Linked DNA regions of Sus scrofa: all the other regions are linked to region 3. A link is a contact called in public Hi-C and HiChIP or PLAC-seq data. All regions are on one chromosome and are shown on one strand. Each heading gives the region's core, a stretch centred on a gene start, on an enhancer-like site or on the middle of the called end of the contact. The rest is flanking DNA. Distances are from core to core; before and after follow the strand shown. Region 1 overlaps BANP (BTG3 associated nuclear protein). Region 2 holds the start of APRT (adenine phosphoribosyltransferase). Region 3 holds the start of LOC110261212 (basic proline-rich protein-like).

Region 1 (3,026 bases), core at 73-2,572, 320 kb before region 3:
CCCGGAAGAGGTGGCGCCTGACAGGTAGAGGGTGTTTCAGGGCAAGTGAAAGAGGTCTGGCGCCCGGCTGCGCTCTGTGTCGGGCTGAGGGCTAGGACCTCTGGGGAGTTGGGCTGGGGGTGGGAGGCCAGAGTGAGCCCTGGGCCGGTGCTGCAGCGGGCAGGGCTCCGGCATGAGATACCTGCACGGGGCAGTTTGGTGGGTAGGTGGCTTAAGGGCACATTGGCTGGTTCTAGAGGGACTGTGAGGACAGGAAGCGGGCAGCATTGTAGGCACGTCTCAGGCAGAGGGCGCAGGTGGAGGGGTGGGTGGTGGTGGCCGCCAGGGGGCCACTGGCGAGGCCCGGGGCTGGCATGGGGGGCTGAGAGGAGGGCTGGGGGAGAGCAAGGCCAGCAGCCACGGGAGGGGAGGCTGAGCTCCCGGGAACCAATGGAGCAGAGGACGCATGGTGCCCCCAGCCAGGGGCAGAAGGAACTGGAATTTAGAGCGGAGAAGAGAGTCTGACCCATGGTCCAGGAGCACGAGCCATCCCAGGGCAGGGCCTGGCACACCTGCACCTGTGGTCCTGGCTGTGGATGCACCGCCTTGCAGGCGGGGGAGCGGGCGTGGGTGCGAGGCGGGCTGGAGGACGGCTCCCTCATCTCTGTCTGGGTGCATGGTTGGCCTCGTCTCTGTGCTTCGTCTTTGCTTTAGAAACAGTTTCACAGGTGATGAAGAAACAGTACGTGTTTACGGAAGACGCAGCAGTCCAGGAGGATAAAGGACGAGGGTTGCTTTGTGTCATCCGTGCCCTCCCCGTGGGTCTCCTTGGCTCCGTGCGTGGCGGTCCGCGTACGCGCACAGGGACGAGTAGCTGCACGTCCCCGCGGCTTTCCTCTTTCCTCCTTTCTGTGGGTGTTACACTCTGGAGGCCTCTCCGTCCGCGAGAGCGGGCGCCGGCTCTGTCTGGCGGTGCTGTCGTTTGCTGGCGCACCCGCCCAGATCCCCAGGACGGAGCACTTGGGTGGTTGAGTTTGGTCCGTGGGTGCTTCCTCCAGGTGCCGCCTGCCAGGCGCTCCCTTCCCAAGCCTGTGGCCGTTGCCCTGAGAGACGGTGTGGGCGCCCATCGCGGTCCAGCTGCTTTGTGATACGAAGACTGGACCACCTCCAGGACTTCTGAGAAATGGCAAATTTCATTTGCCAAAGTGGCAACCGCAGGCATCGTTCTGTTCCAGTTTTCTTGGGCTCATTGCCCCAGTTTTTTCTGTTCAAACCCTCACAGTTAGCAGAATTTTAAATGACTCTGTCCTGGCAGCAGAAGCACATTGAGTAAACAGCTTGGAGAACGTGGGGTGTCCTCACTTGGAAGAGGGTAGGAGTTGGGATTTCATGGTGCGCTTGGAGGACCTTCTCCAGCCACTCGCGGAGCTCTTAGAACCCAGGGAGAGCTTGGCTTGGGCACCTGAGAACTTTCCACTGCCCACGTGAGGGGCGGGGGTCCAACCTGGGACCCGTGGACCCGGGGCCGTGGTGAGGGGGCCTCAGGGCGGATCTCGGAGGCTGGGCCTGGCTGCGCGCCGCGGATCCCAGAGTACCTCGCCCGAAGCAGGTGGCTGGGGATTTTCCTCGGGTCGGAAGGCCGAGGCGGGCTGTCCACGCAGCACCGTGTGGCGCTCTGGAGCCGCCAGGCCCCGGCTCCCACGCCCTCTTCTGGCGGCCGGCGGCGGCAGGCGGGCGCGGAGCAGGAGGAGGAGGCGGGGGCGTCGCAGCTGCCCTGCAGCCCCCCGGCCGGAGCAGGTCACGTGGCCACGTGCGCACCAGCTGCCGAGAGGCCGGCCGTCCTCTGGCTGCGTGCCGGCGGCCTCGGGCGCTCCCTGTGAGCCTCGGGGAGAGCAGGTCCCGGCTGGGCCGCCAGCGGTCTGTGAAGCTGGGCAGATTGGCTCTCTCTGTGCTTTTTTCCTGGAAAGGCATCTGCAGCTTTTAAAACTTGGATTCTGAAAACAGTGTGTGACCATAAAACATCTGAAGCTCCCCCGTCCAAAGACTGGCCGGTTGGCGTTCTCTGAGGGTCAGCGCCTCGTCAAGGAGTCCAGTGTACCCTTTGATAACCCCCGCTCTGGGAGTTGCCCTGGGGCGCAGCGGGCTAAGGATCCAGTGGTGCGGCAGCTGTGACGTGGGTTCGGTCCCTGGCCTGGGAATTTCCACGTGCTGAGCGTGCAGAAAGAATAAAAACAGCAGGTTTGCTTTGGTTCTTAGTTTGGAAAAAAGAAGGCGTTTATGGCATGAGTGGTCTTGGTCCTCAAGCTGACCACAGTTAATCTGCCCGGAGGTCCCTTTCAGAAGACGCAGGCTTGGCGTGGCCCTTGCAGGCCTGGCGAGTCCTGCTTGCCTCCGAGTCCTGGGGCTCGGCTGAGGCCAAGCAGGCGCCTGGACTGAGAGAGTTGCGCTGCATGCCGGGGAGGTTGGAATCGAGAATTCCCCCATGGTTTATGCCTAAATATTTATTGCCTGACTGTTTTTAAAAGGAGTTTTTATTTTTTGAAGAGGTGATGATGCACAGGATAAAAAAAATGCACACAGGAGTTCCCATCGTAGCGCAGTAGAAACCAACCCGACTAGGAACCACGAGGTTGCGGGTTCGATCCCCGGTCTCGCTAAGGGGGCTAAGGACCTGGCGTTGCCATGAGCTGTGATGTAGGTCACAGATGTGGCTCGGATCCTGTGTTGCTGTGGTTGTGGTGTAGGCCGGTGGCTACAGCACTGATGAGACCCCTAGCCTGGGAACCTCCATATGCTGCAGGTGTGGCCCTAAAAAAATAAAACACACACACACACACACAAAGATCAAAGGAGTTTGTTTGCTTTTTTTTTTTTTGTCTTTTTTTTTTTTTTAGACGTTTTAGAGGCTTCGCAGGACCACGGTCGCCCTGCACCCTCCTTGTCTCAGGGGTGGAGGCAGCCCTTTCTCCATGAAGCCCTGATGTCTTTGGGGGCGCGCTGGGGTTTCAGCGCCCCAGTCCGGGTGTCGGGGCCCGTGCCGCCTCTGG
Region 2 (3,092 bases), core at 207-2,706, 260 kb after region 3:
CAGGGGCGGGGCGCTCAAGGAGGGACACCACCTGCCAGGGTCCTCCCAGGCCTGGGCTTGCCTAAAACCTTCCACCGGGGCGAGGGTCTGCGTGCGCGCAATACGCGATGACAGAAGGGGAACGGGAAAGCGGGCTGGCCCCGGTGGATTCTGGGCACATTCCCAGGGCAGTTCCCTGCGGCCCCACCTTTCCAGGGCTGGGGACCGGGAACCCGGGGGTGCGGGGCTACCACCCCTCTCCGAGCTGCCAGGGGGGGCAGCAGGCCTGTTATGACAACCCACACGCCTTCGCGGCCCCGGCGGGTTCCCCGAAGGACCCCCGACACGCCGCCCCCGTCCTCCCGCCAGCAGAAGCGGTGGGACCACCCTCCCCGCGCCTGCCCTGCCCAAGAAAAAGAGCCCCCGATGCTGCGCCCTCACGGGGCGTGACAGCGGTGAGCAGCCGCGGGGACCCGGCGGACGCCGGCCGCTCCACTTGCCCGCGATGTAGTCAATCCTGCCCCCGTGGGCCTTTTTCAGGTGATTCGCCAACAGACTGATGGAGGCGCGGAAGGAGTCGGGGTCCTTCAGGAGAGGCGAGATATCCCTGGCACGCAAGGACGGGCTTGGTGACTCTCAAGCCCACGCGGAACCCCCCGCGCCCCGACAGCCCGGGCCGCGCAGCCCCACGTGGCCCGGCTGCCCGTACCTGAACAGCACGCCGGGGACGGGGAAGTCGGGGAAGCTGCGGATACGCCGCGCCACTAGCTGCAGCTCAGGATCCGCCATCGCCGCGTTCGCGCGTGTCCTGAGCACGAGCGGCGGGCCCGGCGGCTCCGCGCCTGCGCAGGAGGGGTGGGCGGAGCGCCAGGGGCGCGGCGGGGCGCGAGCTCCGCGATCCCGCGCCTGTGCGGAAGGAGCGGGGCTGGGCGCCACGGGGAGGGGCTGCGCCCGAGGGGCGGAGCCCGCCGGCCCCTGGAGGAAGTACCGTATTTCATCGAATCTCAGGTGCCAGCCTTTTTGAGACTCGAGCTAGTTTCCTCAGAGGCGTCTCCGCCCCAGGGACGTCTGCGCGGGCCCGGCCGGGCTCTCGGGGAAAGCCTCATCAGGTTTTGTCCGAGTCGAGGGCGCTTGCTCGCAGGTCTTTGGTGTGGTTACGGCCGGCACCCCAGGTTTCGGGCGGGCACCGGCTTTCCCTTCCCTCCCGGGTCTCGGCTCAGCGCCTGCAGCGTTCTGCGAGGGGGGCGCGCGCACGGGGCGGATTGGCGGGGAGGCGGGGCGCATTCCGGGCGCGTGTGCACACAGGGCACGGCCCGGGCCTTCCCCCAGGAGCGCGCCGAGTGCCTGGGGAACCGAGGAGGGGTTCAGAGCAGGAGAGCGGTGCGGAAGCCTGAGGGGAGGGCCCGAGGCGGTGAGCAGTTCGAAGGACCAATGGCCTGGGCAGGGGCGAGGGAGAAGTGGAAGCCCTTCCCAGACCTGCTGGACTCTTGGGAGAGCGGGGGAGCGGGGGAGTGGGGGGGATGCTTGGCCCGGCCCACTCCAGCCCCCACCATACCAGAGGCAACAACTGCCCCCAAAGCGCATCTCACTAAAAAGAAAACAAACCAGAGCTAAAATGCCTGTTCCTGTATTCTAGAACTGCTTTTTCAAAATTTCCCAAGTCTTAAAAACAGCAGAGTTGGCCTGACAACCTGCAGAATGGAAATATGGTCCCCAGGCTTTCAGGGTGGGGTGGCTGGAGTCTGCACAGACCTGCCCAGGCTCATCGTCAAGCTTTGCCACCCTGGGCTCAAGGGGAGGAGGGCAAGCAGGGCAGCTGTGAGGCACTGACAGGCCCAGAGTGTGCTGGCGTCAGGGGTGAGGTGGTGGCATCAGCTGTCCCCACCGGCCTCGGGAAGCCTTGGCTGCCGAGGATCCAGGTCAGGGAGGATCTTGGTCTGCTCCCCCGTCCATGTTCACAAACCCCCATCATGGGGGGTGGGGCCAGGGCACCCCCCCTGCATAATGGCAAGGGGTGACACAGGACTGGCACAGCTACCCTCCTTGACACCACGGACTGCTGGGGCAGCCAGAGCAAGTCACACGCTCTGGGCCCTGGATCGGTCCGGCCAGGAAGGCAGGTGGAGCAGAGGGGGAGCCTGTGAGACAGGCAGCATCTGGTTCAGGGGCTGATGGCGGCCAGAGGTGGCAGAATCAGGCAGCCTGAATCCGGCAGGCTGAGAGGGAGTGACTCTAGGGCCCGGGCTCGCGCAGGCATGGCCTTGCAGGTCCCGCTGCTGGCTGCAGGTGGCGCAGGCTGGCACTGGGCAGGGCAGAGGGCAGCCCTGGAGCCCAGAGGCCAGAGCCTCTGGCAGCTGCAGGTCTGGGGAGATCCCGGACGTGGCTTCAGCCCAGCAGGTGCTAGTGGGGCCAGGAGCATTTTTCCGGGACAGATTCCGGGGGCGTGAGGCACTTCCCCAGCTTTTCACAGCCCGGGGGCGCCCAGTTCTGGGGAATGAAAATTCAGAAAGAGAACATGCAGTTAATTTAAGCCCTTCTGGACTCAGCAGTTCCCATTCCTGCCCCACCTCCACAGCTGTGGGGTGCAAGCCAGCGGGCACCGCCTGGAAGCAACCCAGCGCCTGAGGCCGGCGCAGCAGCCAGCAGCCCGCTGTTAACGGCCGTCTGCTGCTGAACAGGAGGGGTGAGCAAGCTGCGCACAGCCTCGGCCTCCACGGCCGCTGTAGCAGAGAAGGAGCCAGGCTGCTGAGGCGCTGGCCCAGACTTCCCAAGGAAAACTCTGCAGGCTGGGCCCGGATGCCCAGGGAGAGACTGCTTGTTGTGTGAGGGCTCCCCAGCACCTTCCCGGGCACACCTGCTTTGTGTGGCGATGTTTTCCCCGCAACGAAAGGGAACTCTCATGCCCCCGGGGAGGAAGCCCTCGTGGTGTCGCCTCGTCCCCCCTACCCAGGTGTCCCCGTCCACAGTCATCCATAGAACGGTCCCCGGCCAGGCCCTCAGAGGCTCCTGTGTTACAGAATCGGAGCTTCGGAGCCGGCGAGAGCCATGGGTCACGCCCTCTCCTGCCCTGGATGGTGCCAGGTGGCCCTGGGGTCACGCAGGCCACCCTGCAG
Region 3 (2,915 bases), core at 231-2,730:
GTGAATATGGGACGGGGACCAACCCCAAATTAAAGCCAAAAGGATAAAAGAATACAGTAGATCTCCAGGGACAGCTCTGATGCTGTGTGACCTTGAGCCTCCCTGGAAAGCGGTGGGCCCCTGGGACCCCATGAGCATATCCCCAGGACAGCAGAGTCGGTTTCCGTGCCTCCCAGCTAGAACAGGCAGTACTGACCTGGGGACCTCGCTCCCTTCCGACGGGGACTGGGCGTGGGGGTTGCCCAGCCTGCAGAGGGGCCTCCTTCCTGGGCCTCCAGCAGGGGCGCCCTGGAGAAGCAAGGCCTGGAGTCTGCGGCGGGGGAGCAGGTACAGGCCTCTGGCTTCTGCACCCTCCCCGATTTCCAGCCAGATCTGAGCCCAAGAGAAGAAGACCCCAAAACCCCCACTCTCCTGGAGCTAGAGCCGGGGATGTTGGGCGGAAGCCCCATCCTGCCACAGCCCGCTCCACACCCCAGATCTGGTCCAAGACAACATGGGCCGTCAAAGTCTCCAAAGGCTTCCAGACCCGGGGTTCACTGTCCCCCATCCGGTGGCGGAGGGGGCAAGTCGCAGTGACTGGGAGTGCGGGGCGGACTCCTTCGCTGGGGGCGGAGTTACAGAGCAGAGGGGCGGGGTCACGGCCCGTGGAGGTCGGAGCCGTGGCGTTGGGGCGTGGTCTGGGCGGGGCCTAGGGGCCGAATAAGGTCAGGTCAGACTTAGGGGTGGAGCTGGCGTCGGGGGACGGGTCCAGGGAGGCCTGGAGCCCGGTCGGACACGGTGCTACGGAGCGGCGGGACTCACTGGATCTCAGCTGCGCCTGGGGACAAAGCGGCAGGGCCGAACGAGGCGTTAAGGAGGCCACAGGTCCACCCAGGGCAGGGGGCCGAGTGTCGGGGCGGGGCCAGCTCCCTGCGGGCGGGGCGAGCAGGCGGGGCAGGGCCGTGGCGGCGGGGAAGCTAGGCCAGTCCAAGGGCCCGCCAGGGCCTCGGGGCGGGGCCAGCCGGGGCGGGGCGGGGCCACGGACGAGGGGACGAGAGGTCCGCCCGGGGGCGGGGCGCTGCGCCGGGGGCGGGGCAAGCGGATGGGGGCGGGCCCGGAGGCGCGGCGCCCGTGACGCGCACGCCCCGCCCGCACGCCCTGAGCGTCCAGGCCGAGGCCGCCGGGTTCGCCGCGCGCTGCCCGCAGGTTCCATTGAGGAGAGCAGCGCAGCGGCGGCGGCGGCGTCTGCGCGGGAGCCAGGGAGCCGGCAGGAGCCCGCCGCCCCTGGCGGTCCGCGCGGCCGTAACGCAGGCCCGATCCTCCGGCCTCCGCAGCGGCGCCGGGCCGAACGCGGCGGGCTGGGGGCGCGGGCCAGGGCGGCCGCGGAGCCCGGGGGCCGGGGGCATGAGCCGCCCCGCGGCCCCGCCGCGCCCCCGCCGCCCGCCGCCGCCCGCCAGGGGCTAGAGGCGGCCGCCGGGAGGGCGCGCGGCGCCGGAGACATGTCCAGGAGGAAACAGAGCAACCCCCGGCAGATCAAGCGTGAGTCAAACTTTGCCCGCCCGCCCCGACCCCCGCCGGCCCCCGCCGGCCCGCCCCCGGTCCGCCCAGCTCTTCTTGCGGCGCCCGCGACCTTCACCCTGCGCCGCGCCCCCCGCGCTGTGTGCCAAGCGCGCCGTAATCTAATCTCCGCCGGCGGGCCGGGCCCCCGCGTCTCGGCTCCCGCACTGGAGGTCCGGCCTGGAGAGGGGGTCCGCCCAGAGGGCCGGAACGGGGTGGCTGGGGGCGCGGCCACCTCGCGGCTGCCCCTCCCCCCGCCTCCCCGAGATGGTGCGGCGATAAGGCGGCCCCGATCCGGGCTCAGATAAAGTTTAAAATATTCCATTCTGCAAGTCCCATCCTGATAAGATCGCTCTGTCGGGACGGGCTGAAATTGTGATCTTATCTCGGCCGGTTGACTCTCCCAGGCTTTGTATCTAGAGGGAGAAAGAGAGAGACCTGGGAGGGAGACAGGGCACTCGGGACTGTGTGGAAGCGCAAGGCTGAGTGGTGGGACCCGCTGGCGCCCAGCGCCACTCCTGCCGGCCCAGAACCTGGTGCCTTGGAGGCTGGGGAAGGTAGCTATCGCAGCCTGTGCGCTGGGCTCCAGCCGCTTCGACGCTGGAGCCTTCCCTGCCTGGGGACAGCTTCTTGGAGGTCCCGCCCTCCCTGTGTCCCGGCAAGGACTGCACAGGCACTGTGTGCTCCGCAGCTTGTGGTCACACACTCCTAGCTGAGCGACTGCTCCAAGTCAGGGAGGGTCTCCTGGGACTGCATCTTGGGCCAGGGTCGCCTCTCCGTGTCCAAGTTTCTCACCTATCCAGCTTGTAGGCCACTCCCGGGGGTGGGGGCAGGCGGCCGCTGTGTCCACATTGCTGATGCCCTCGAGATAAGAGGGCCCCGCACTCTTGGGGCCGCCTGGCTGCTCGAGCAGCCCGAGCCAGGGCAGCGCACAGGAAACAGGGCTCCCCACCCCACGCCAGGAGTAACTTCGCATCTCTGCAGCCAAAGCCAGGGCGGGGGACTTGCTTTGGTGGGGAGGGGGCGGGGGGGCACATGTCCCAGACTAGAGGGGCAGGTCCTGGGGACTGCTGGGAAGGCAAAGAGGGAGGCCAGACCACCGGCCAGCCCCACACTCCCCGGCACTGCCTTTCGTGTCCACATGACCACTGCCGCCAGGACCCCATGCGCAGTGCTCCTGGGGGAGTGTCTACTCCCAGGTCCCAGAGAGGGGGAGGCAGGCATCAATCCGGTTCCCGTAACCCGACTCCTCGATGTGCAAGTGGGACCTGTTTTCCGAAAGTCGCCTTCTATCAAGTCAACTCAAGTATTAAAACCACCCACAGGTCCCGATCTGCGCTGGTTCTCTGGTTTCTTTTTCCCCTCCTCCCCTGTGTGCG

The links. A called contact is a pair of places that touch in the nucleus more often than the background predicts. HiChIP or PLAC-seq counts read pairs in DNA pulled down with a chosen protein or histone mark.
Region 1: a contact with region 3 is called in an H3K27ac HiChIP or PLAC-seq map of skeletal muscle, with 5 times the contacts expected there. The contact joins the enhancer-like site here to the promoter of LOC110261212 in region 3. A contact is called at or near these places in 2 of 5 promoter capture datasets (fetal skeletal muscle and liver), 11 of 47 Hi-C or Micro-C datasets (embryonic fibroblasts, epiblast stem cells, fetal heart ventricle and 5 more) and 1 of 2 datasets of contacts at active chromatin or transcription factors (skeletal muscle).
Region 2: a contact with region 3 is called in a Hi-C map of liver, with 4 times the contacts expected there. The contact joins the promoter of APRT here to the promoter of LOC110261212 in region 3. A contact is called at or near these places in 1 of 5 promoter capture datasets (liver) and 1 of 47 Hi-C or Micro-C datasets (liver).

The regions. Positions count from the first base shown.
Region 1 is chr6:1,475,812-1,478,837 of Sscrofa11.1, reverse strand. The region is part of intron 1 of BANP (BTG3 associated nuclear protein); the gene reads left to right. Among named protein-coding and RNA genes, the nearest start is that of BANP, 18 kb to the left of the region's middle. Within about 2 kb of position 1,322, at least 19 of the 83 cell types and tissues checked have an H3K27ac peak or open chromatin away from gene starts, as enhancers often do. A contact at or near this core is called in fetal skeletal muscle, skeletal muscle and subcutaneous adipose tissue, where this site is marked.
Region 2 is chr6:888,636-891,727 of Sscrofa11.1, reverse strand. APRT (adenine phosphoribosyltransferase) reads right to left here and starts at 1,456. Exons shown (of 4, transcript XR_002344435.1): 1 at 689-1,456; 2 at 1-586. It overlaps GALNS (galactosamine (N-acetyl)-6-sulfate sulfatase), which reads right to left. Exons shown (of 14, transcript NM_213955.1): 14 at 1,591-2,466. The coding sequence ends at 2,380.
Region 3 is chr6:1,151,934-1,154,848 of Sscrofa11.1, reverse strand. It overlaps LOC110261212 (basic proline-rich protein-like), which reads right to left and starts at 1,480. Exons shown (of 1, transcript XM_021096490.1): 1 at 689-1,480. The coding sequence starts at 1,480. The coding sequence ends at 689. It overlaps ZFPM1 (zinc finger protein ZFPM1), which reads left to right and starts at 877. Exons shown (of 11, transcript XM_021093668.1): 1 at 877-1,518. The coding sequence starts at 1,479.